2 separate regions of the Mus musculus genome follow, and region 2 is linked to region 1. A link is a contact called in public Hi-C data. All regions are on one chromosome and are shown on one strand. Each heading gives the region's core, a stretch centred on a gene start, on an enhancer-like site or on the middle of the called end of the contact. The rest is flanking DNA. Distances are from core to core; before and after follow the strand shown. Region 1 overlaps Kit (KIT proto-oncogene receptor tyrosine kinase). Region 2 has its middle 110 kb from the start of Gm32558.

Evidence for each region. A called contact is a pair of places that touch in the nucleus more often than the background predicts.
Region 2: a contact with region 1 is called in a Hi-C map of the MNK3 cell line, with 2.6 times the contacts expected there. The contact joins two enhancer-like sites. A contact is called at or near these places in 1 of 484 Hi-C or Micro-C datasets (the MNK3 cell line) and 2 of 9 other capture datasets (adipose tissue and pancreatic islet).

What each region holds. Positions count from the first base shown.
Region 1 is chr5:75,655,980-75,661,517 of GRCm38.p6, forward strand. It overlaps Kit (KIT proto-oncogene receptor tyrosine kinase), which reads left to right. Exons shown (of 21, transcript NM_001122733.1): 21 at 1-743. Among named protein-coding and RNA genes, the nearest start is that of Gm32558, 17 kb to the right of the region's middle. Within about 2 kb of position 2,927, at least 2 of the 459 cell types and tissues checked have an H3K27ac peak or open chromatin away from gene starts, as enhancers often do. A contact at or near this core is called in the MNK3 cell line, where this site is marked.
Region 2 is chr5:75,779,074-75,783,918 of GRCm38.p6, forward strand. No RefSeq gene overlaps it. Among named protein-coding and RNA genes, the nearest start is that of Gm32558, 110 kb to the left of the region's middle. Within about 2 kb of position 1,493, at least 6 of the 459 cell types and tissues checked have an H3K27ac peak or open chromatin away from gene starts, as enhancers often do. A contact at or near this core is called in the MNK3 cell line, where this site is marked.

The DNA.
Region 1 (5,538 bases), core at 1,677-4,176:
GGGAAACAGATTTAAAGTGTACCCCGTAGACAGGGCCCAGAGGTTCCCTTGTCCTTGCCCTCCCCCACACCACCCATGATCACTGTCCAACATAAAGGGTTCAGTGTGTACGTGGTCATGTGTTGTCCTTACAGGATTCAGGTATGTTGCCTTCACGGTTTTCCCCACCCCCTCCTGCCCTTTATCCTTTAGGCCGTGTGGCCATGAACCTGGAAGAAGTGATCGTTTGCACTTGAGTGCTACACTCTTGCACCTTTCCAAAGTAAGCTGGTTTGGAGGTCCTGTTGTCATGTACGAGACTGTCACCAGTTACCGCGCTCTGTTTGAAACATGTCTTTGTATTCCTAATGACTTCAGTTAGAGTAAGGAGAATAGCTGTTAATATGGATGTCAGGTACTTAAGGGGCCACACCATTGAGAATTTTGTCTTGGATATTCTTGAAAGTTTATATTTTTATAATTTTTTTTACATCAGATGTCAGATGTTTCTTTCAGTTGCTTGATGTTTGGAATTATTATGTGGCTTTTTTTGTAAATATTGAAATGTAGCAATAATGTCTTTTGAATATTCCTGAGCCCATGAGTCCCTGAAAATATTTTTTATATATACAGTAACTTTATGTGTAAATAATACGCTGTGCAAGTTTAAACATGTCACGTTACATGTGGGTTTTTTCTGATATGTTGTCCAACTGTTGACAGTTCTGAAGAATTCTAATAAAAATGTAAATATATAAATCAAATAAATTTTTCTGTTTGTTTTTTAAAGGTACATTTATTCACTCAATCAGAAAGTGTTGTGTACAACATTTGTGTAAATACATGCAGGATTCTCATTGTCACATTAGGGTTTAGATCCTTGAAAATTCAATAGAGATTTATTAGTAATTTTAGTGTGTGCTATTTTGGGTTCTTTTAAAATTTATCCTCACGACCCGGAGGTCTCTATTTAAGTTGAGAAATGTAGAAAACACTTTGAGAGTTTTCCACATAGCTATGATTAACATTTGGTTGGTTCATGGGAAGTGAGTATTTGTTAGAAAATAACAGTAAATAACAGCGATCTCATGTGGTCCAAGCTAACGCACACAGCATGTTTTCTCCTAAAACAGAGTGACTAAAAATTAGCTTCAGTAGTAATGAACAAGGCGAGACCAGGGAGCTGGAGAAAGCAGTTTATGTTCTTGTTGGTGTAGGGATTGAAGTGATGTCAGCGTGAGGGAAGATAGACACTCTTGCCCCACCATCAGCCTTCTGATGACATGGTTCTGGTCTTACTAGCTTCCAGAAGAGTTTAGTGCTCTCACTTGGAGACCTGTGGTAGGTATATGAGGAGAGTGTTCTGTGGCTGGATCGTCCCATGGCACCATAGGGCACCAACCAGACCATTGGAACTGTCTGAGAAAGCCTCCCTATACCATGTAGCCTGGTAGGAAGGAAGGGAGGGAGGGAGTGGGGGAAACCCTTGTGTGGTAACACAAACTTATAAATCTGATACATACCTGTAATCTCAGTGCTAAGGAGGTGGAGGAGGAGTTATGAGGCTTCCTGGCTAGCCAGTCTAGCCTCGAGTAGTCAAGGCCTCACCAGTGAGAGAAGTTGCCTCGAAAAAACAAAGAACAGTGCCTAAGGAGTGTAACCTGAGGTTGCCCTCTGACCTCCACATGCATGTGGCAGCACACTCAGCACACATAACCCCACCCCACCTCCCCCACACACACTAGAATGGGTTAGAAGCCCAAACACCAGCAGTCTTGACTCCCTGTATAGGCATATACACTTGCAGAAGTATCCTCTAAGGGATAGGAAAAGGTTGGGAGGTGAGCTTGGATGAAGACAAGTCCTTTCGAGTCAGGAGGGGATTTTTGTGGCTAGGAAGGTCTCAATGGCAGGCAGTAATGGGGAAGACAGACGGACAGACAGTTATGCTACGTTTCAGTCAGGTGATGGCCACTGCCTTGTGACAAACAGGAATGAATGTTAACTGACTATAGAACAAAGGGGCCTTTTCTTGCAGAATGCTTCCGCTGTCATTTAGTTAGCCCTCCTGGGTTTGAGATCTTGAGTTGGAAGCAGTTGAGGAGCTCATGTTATTAGCCTGTCATGATTTTCCCCACTGCCCCAGGCCCTCCTTCAAGCTCAAATTGAGTTCTAATCTTGACATTAGCCCTGTCTTTACCATTTACTGGGGTGTGAATTTGAGCTGATTGGCTCTTGAAATATAGGTTTCATAGGACTACAAGTACCATGATGCACTGGTACATAATCTTTAAAGCCACCTCCCTTATATACCACTCAGTGTGGTAAATTAGGCTTAGTAGCCCTAGAAGGACAGCTCAAGTCATAGAGATTCAAAGATCACTTCCAAGTAGTATCTTCCTCCTAAATTAGTGGCTCTCAACCTTTCTAACGCTGCGACCCTTTAATACAGTTCCTCATGTTGTGGTGACCCTCAATCATAAAATTATTTTTCTTGCTACTTTATAACTGTAATTTCACAACTGTTGTGAATTGTAATGTAACTATGTGTTTTTGATGGTCTTGGGTAGCCCCTGTGAAAGGGTCATTTGACCCCCAGAGAGGTTGTGACACACAGGTTGAGGACCGCTGTCCTGGCATGAGATGACTTTGCAGTTGAGATTTCTATGCTCTTATAAAAATTCCAACCTTTTCTACAGTCACTCAGGCTTCACTTCCATGTTCACTAGTCCCTAAGTATACCCCGCTCCTTTTCCACTGCCAGTGTCAGCCTCGCATCTCCTGTCTCCTAAGTCCCCATCATGCAAGATCAACAAACCCATCCCAGTCGGCAGCTGCCCCTCAATTCCTGGACTCCATGCTTCTGCCTTCAACTATAGTCATTCTGGCTCCTACCTCTGCCCTCCCCACTTTATCTAGTCTTGAAGTCAATTAACATAGTGCCCACCCGTTCCCTGGTATGTACTGGCCCAGTATCAAAGCATGCGGTCCTTGGGAGATGGTTCTAGCATGGTTTTCTATGGCTGTGGTAAAATACCACAACCAAAATATGACTCAGGGAGGAAAGTTTGTTTCAGTTTACAGTTCTCCATCATGAAAGGAGGTCCAGGCAGGAACCTGGATGCAGGAATGAAATCTTAGAATGTGGAGGACTGCTGCATACTGGCTTCTTCCTTCTGGCTTGCTCAGTGTGCTTTCTTATATGCCACCTGCCCAGTAGTGGTAGTGCCCACAAGAGGTTGGGGCCTTTCTTGTCAATCATTAGTCAAAACCATGTTCCTCAGACTTGCCTACAAACAAAATCTAATGGTGACATTTTCTCAGTTGAGGGTCCCTCTTCTCAGATGACTCTAGCTTATGTTGAGTTGACAAAAAATGAATCCCAACACAAAAGGTTATGAGTGCCTGAAGACGTCTCCCTTAGCAGTCTGTGGAATTATAACCTACATCTAGATCTGAATCTTCTCTTTAATCATGGCAAATACTGAAGATTTTCCCATGTTGACATCTCCCACCTTCGTGTCCTGGAAAGACATCCATCCCAGCCCTTCTTTGGTCCAACCCAGGTAGCCCATGCTTTGGCCTGAGGGAGACTGGCCTGCCTCACCACCACCTCGTAACATCATGAGTTATTATTGCACATCTAAAATTCCCATGTCCCTTTGGTTGGTATGTTAAATCAGGTAAACTTTGTCTGGGTGTTGAGTTACCATATTTTGATTTGGGTATGGTGTGTGTTCAGTTGACCATTGACCATCCAAGATTTGGCACACAGGAGAAAGGAGCAGTTTCAGTTATGGCAAATTCCAAGGAGTAATTTTGATGTTATCTTTTTAAATTGTTACTGCATGTGGCAAAGCCCCTTAGTCTAAATTACTTCTCCAACGGTCTTGATACTCTTACCTTGGTGCTGGATTGAAGTGTGATGACTAGAGCCTGTTTGCTTTCACCTGCTTCCAGTTTTCGTCATTAGAGAAGTCAGCTCATGAGGTTGGGAGATCACTCTGAAGTTAGAAGTGTTTGCAGCATAAGCGTGAAGACCCCAGTTAGACCCCAGTTCAATCCCCAGCACCGGTATAAAAGCCAGGCGAGCCTTTGTAGGCCTGTAATCTCAGCACTAGAGAGGCAGAAACAGGAGGGTCTTTCTGGATTAGCCAATATGGCTAAATTGGTGAGCTCCAGGTTCAGTGACAGACTCTGTACTAAAAAACAAAGTGGAAATTAATAGCAAAACACCGACCATCAACCTTGGGACTCTACACTCATGCGTGGGCACATGATGTGCACCTATGCACGTATGCAGAAGAGCACACAACCACATCCCCCTACACACACGCGCGCACGCACACACACACATGTACACGCACACGCGCGCACACACACACGCACACACGTACATGCACACACACACACATGCACACACGCACACACACGTACACATACACACATGCACACACACGTACACACACACACGCACACACGCACATGCACACGTACACGCACACGTACACACACACATGCACACACACGCACGTACACACACACATGCACACACATGTACACACACAGACACGCACACACGCACACACGCACACACGCACATGTACACATACACACACATGCACACACACGCACGTACACACACACATGCACACACACGTACACGCACACACGCACACACGCACACACGCACACACGCACACGTACACATACACACACACATGCACACACACGCACACACACATGTACACACACACATGCACACACACGTACACATACACACACATGTACACACACGCACACACACGCACACACACACGCACACACACACGCACACGTACACATACACACACACATGCACACACACACACACAGAAGCTCAGAAGTCAGCTCAGTCTGTTCTGAGGATATTTACATCTTTATTTTTATATTTCTCTTTGTCTTTGGAGCTTAATACTTTATTATGATATATGCAAACTTGAGCTCCTTTTTATATAATGGATTTCATGAGTCTATCTGCACTTTGCTTGCTCACTTTTAATCAGTGATGGAAAATTATCAGTTCTTTTGAACTTGTCTGTACCCACGTCCTGCCTTTCTTCTTCTGGGACTTTGCGGCATCTTAGCTACTCTCCTCCTTCGTCCGTGTCTTTGAGCACCCGCTCTGTTCTTCATTTACTTTCTTCTTGACATTCTATGCTGCATGGAACACATTTCCTATTCCTATTTCCTGGATCCCCTTTCAGCTCCGGGCCTTTGGAAAATATGTTTACTTCTTTCATTGAGATGAAACTAATAAGCCAATGAAAAGTGTATATTTGATGACTTTATTGTGCATTTAATCCCTGCGATTGGGTTTCAAATTACTGTCATTCTGAAACTTTCCAGTTAGGAGATATTGTGATTTTTAATCAGATGATTGTCAGTTGTTCTGGCCTCCTGAAATGAAGCCACACCTTTCATTTTCATTGCACAGATTCACTCACAGATTGTCTTTGGGCTCTTTCTGGATCTATTGATCATTTGAATAACAGAGACAGTGGACATGATGACATTGCC
Region 2 (4,845 bases), core at 243-2,742, 120 kb after region 1:
TAACATTATCTAATATTATATATTAGATATATCTAGACTATATATCATACATATAAATATCATAAATATATGATATGTAAGTATATATGTATATTATATACCATATACATGTGATATAGCATATATACACATATATATCTAACAAAATATATGTGTGTATATATATGTGTGTGTATGTGTGTGTGTATATATATGTGTATATATATATATATATATATATATATATATATGATCATATAGTGCATGCTTTTATGCACTTTTGGTGATTCTGAAATACCCAAATTAGTGTTTTCCATGAATATGGCTGTCAGGTCTTCACGATTCTACAGCTAACCATTTTCTATCTGTTTAGGCTCCACTGTCTGTATTGCCTGGGCTGGGAATCCTAGAAAACCTTTATGGGTTGTCATTTTACTTTAGAAGATAGATGAGATAGATGCAGGAGTTGGTGTGAAGCATTCTGGGTGTTCAGGCAGAGTGGCCCTTAAGCAGAGGCTGGAAGGGCTGGAGGACAGAGAGCTACATCGAGGATAGGGATCCATCCAAATAGATCAATGCAATACAGTGATCTTCCTAGACAGGGTGCTCTCCCCACTAAGGAGGCAGAGGTCAGTCTTCAGAGCAGCTGAGACACCAGGAAGCCACAGGAGAGTTGTTTTCATTAACTCCAACTGTGATAACAAAATACTCTAGCCTCAGAATTAATCTCTCCCAGGCCTGGAGGCTGAGGAGTTCAAGGGCAAGGCCCAGAGAAGGGCTTCATCCAGGCTGCCAGGGCTCCTTTCCCACTGTGTCCTCACAGCAGAGTGAGCTCTGATCTCACCAGTCCTATCATGGGAGACTCCACCCTCATAACCTCATCTGAACCTGAGTGCCGCTCAAACACCTCACTAGCAAGTAACATCACCATGGGGTTAGGGATCCAATTTGCGAATTTTAGAGGGACATAAACTTCAGTCCGTAAAATAGGGCTAAAGAGAAGAGGGAGAACGCAGAATTTCTGTCAGTTTTATCCTTATATACTTGTGTGTGCACGTGTGTGTAGGCATGTGTAACTGTGTATGTATGGTATATGCATATACACAGTTATGTATGTGCATATGAACCTTTGTGTGCCTGTGCATAGAGACCAGAGGTCAACCCTGAATGTCTTCCTTAATTATTTCTCATCTTAGTTGTTGAGACAGCGCTCTCACTGAACCAGATCTCGAGGCTTTGCTAGGCTGGTTGGCCAGTGAGTTCCATGGATCTGACTGTCTCACCCCACCTGCTTCCAGTGCTGGGAGTACAAACACAGCACTGGACTCAGTGTTTTACATGAGTCCTAGAGATCCTAGATCAGGTCCGCATCTTGGTCCTAGAGATGAGTTCCTTGTGCTTATGCAACCAGCATTTACCAACTGAGTCCCTTCCCTCACATTCCCTTACACACTCGACCAAGAACTAGTCAAGTGTGTAAACATGCAAACATGCAAAGGGCAAACCTCAGACACTGACTCCTAAGATCTTGAAGGTCAAACCACACTGGCCACTGTGAGCCTGTCAGCTCAGCTGCACAAAGAGGTTGTTTTGATAGCACCTCCTTAATAACAGAGACAGCAAAGTCCTCCAGAGTAAGTGTTATCCCTACCAGTCTGCCCAGTGGAGATCTGGCAGAGAATGAAGCCAGCTATACACCAGTATGAAGGGTACCCTTCTCAGCATCCAGAACAAATGTCCCCAAACTTGTTTCTAAAGGAACAGAGAGGGCATCTTTGTGGGCTTTGCAGACCAAAAGTCAAAACCAAGGATGTGGTGTATGTGCGCATACAAGCAATGACAGCACAATTGTCTTAAAGGAAGGGGTGGGTTAGATGCTGTCCACAGGGTTTGGGTTGATGACTTAACTTTGGTTCTAAGGGATGCTGAAACATATCGTCCACTGAAAAAATTGAGAAAATAATAACCAAAACAATTCCTCATGTCATACCCGTTCAGATAGAGAACTCTGGTTGAAGGCTTTGAGGAAGATGGACCTCAGACTCAGACTCATACGCATGAGTGGAGCCCACAGGAAGTCTGACTGGGAAAAGATTTGGAAGTTGAATTTTATAAAGTTAAAGGAGCTTAGGAACTGTAGGTTTTCAATGAATCTGTGATAACGAATCATGGCATCAATTCTACCACGTTTCATGTATCCAGCCAATAAACCAGCAGCTTACAGGAAACTAAAGAAACCAGTAATCTTGAAGGAATATAACAGATTCCAGATTCTACAACCCAGCAGTCACAATACCTAGTCTAAAGAAAAAAGAAAAAAAGTTTGGTGTACAAAGAAACAAGAAATTCTGACTCATAGTCAAGAAAAAAAATTAATAGATACTGATACTAAGAGCCAGGCACAGTGACTCACGTCTATGATCCAAGCACTAGGAAAGCTGAGGCAGAAGGATGGCTGAGAGTGCCAGGCCAATACCTGGGCAACCTAGCCTAGTTGTAGGCACCCTGGACCATCCATTGAAAATCTGTCTCAAACAAACAAGCAAACAAACAAGCAAAGAAAACATACACACATACACACACAACAAAAACATGTCCATCAGGGACTGGGAAGATGGCTCTTGGGTGTTTGCTGTGCATGCCTGAGGATCTGGGAGTTCGACTCTCCAGTGCCCATGTATGTGTCAGGCATTACACATGGTACTGCATGCCTGGAATCCTGGCCTTGGAGGCCAGAGACAGGCAAACTCCTGAAGTTCACTGGCTAGCCATTCAAATCAGTGAGCTCTGGATTTAGTGAGGGACTCTGTGTCAGAGTACAAGGTACAACTGAGGAAGGCAACCAATGCTGGCCTCTGTCCTTCACATCAACACATCAGAACAAGTACACTAAACACACACACCACACACACATACACACACACATCACACACATACGCACACACCACACTTTCACACACACACACACACATCACACACCACACTTTCACACACACACACACACACACACACACACACACACACACACACATATAAAGGCATGCACACACTGTCTCTATACATACATATATAATAAAGTATATATTATTATATAAAATATATATTAAAAAGGGAAACTTACGCTAAGATGCGCTGCTCAGATAGTGATGCCAATGCACTTTTACAGTCTGCAAAGGGTCATAGACGTGCATGCTCATAGGATGTAGCCCTGAAGGGTGAACAAACAAGGGACCCCACTGCATTCCTGTGAACTGCATTTCTTGGATCTTCATGGCACTTCCCACATTTTAAAGTTACTTGTTTAGTGGTTGGAGGGTGATGTAGTGTTTAAGAGCACTGACTGCTATTGCCGAGGGCCGGGGTTGATTCCCTGCACCTACACGGTGGCTCACAACTGTCTGTCACTGCAGTTTTAGGGGATCCTGGGTCATCTCTTGGCTTCTGAGGGTACCAGACAGCACATTTATATCAATACAGGCAAAACACTAATACATATAAAATAAAAAGAAATATTTTACTTACTTGTTTTAAAACGTCATCTCCAATGGCATTTGTAACTACATTTAGAAGTGGCTTCTACCCGTTCTCTTTACTCTAAAATGTGAACTCAGCACGTTGTAGATAGCGTTTATTTGGTGAACTGGAATACTACATTTTCCTGTAACAGGTAAGCATGACAGCTTTCCTAAGAGGAAAAACTGAGTGAGTTCTTCAACTCAAGCTATTTAATAAATATTAATACTTGGCACATATCATGCTTCCACTTAACCAAGGGTACAGTGAGACAGACACGTTAGTCTCTGCCTTCAAAGGAATTTAATATTAATGTTGAATGTAGAATAAAATAGCAAGCACAATGTGACTTTTGATAGAATACCATTGTAGAACCACATGCATGTTTGATGACAGTGGACTTGCTGGGGTTGGGGGGACACCATTGTTCCCTCGTTCTCATTCAGGACAATGATAAAATGTGGAAGGAGTCTCAGCTAACAGATAAAAGTCAGTGACAGAAATAGGAGAGGCATAGGTGTGTTTATAAGTCTCAGACATTGTCTATTAATGTATTCATAATACACTTGCAAGGCAAACATGGATGGGAGAGGGGAATTAGGGAAACAGACTATAGATGCACACTATGGCAGGGACAATATGCAAAAATTAGAAGTTAAGAAGTAAGGTGGAAAAACCACTCGTGTCCAGTTGTGGGATTATGAGGCAGTAGGACCTCTGAGCTGCTTGGATGTAACAGGTACCCGAGAACATCAGCTTGGGAGAAGCAAAGGTTTATTCTGACACAGGTCATGTTTCGGCTGATCCATTGTGTCCCTATGAAACAGCCTTCAGTAGCTTGTAGCTCTGAGCTTCCTGTGGGAGGCTGCACGTCATGTCAGGAGGGTGTGTCAGAGGTGTGTCTTCTCATGCTGTGGTGGGAAGAAAGACACTGAAGACCTGAGGCCTCCAGCTAAGCTCTGCTTCTAATGCCTTCCTCCAGCTCAAGCCTCCAACACACAGGCCTTTGGAGACTTTTAAAACCCATACTCTAGCAAGCTCCTACTCTTAAAATCAGTGCTTCGTTGACCTTAATATTTTTCTCCCACGTACTTTTTGTTTTAGTGCACGACAATGCCATCTCCTAAACAGCACCTGGAGCCCCACTCCTCCGTCTGTCTCTAAAACATTTGGTCTTATTATTCTGCACCCAAACTTTAAATATAGTATCTAACTTCAGAGGCTTTGCTAACATCAACCACTTTCCTTCTGCTTTGCATTAACCTCTTCGCCATAAGAGAGCCATAATCACTGATTCTACGAAGATGGGTTTACTTTTTAAATTAGTAGTAGTAGTAGTAGTAGTAGTAGTAG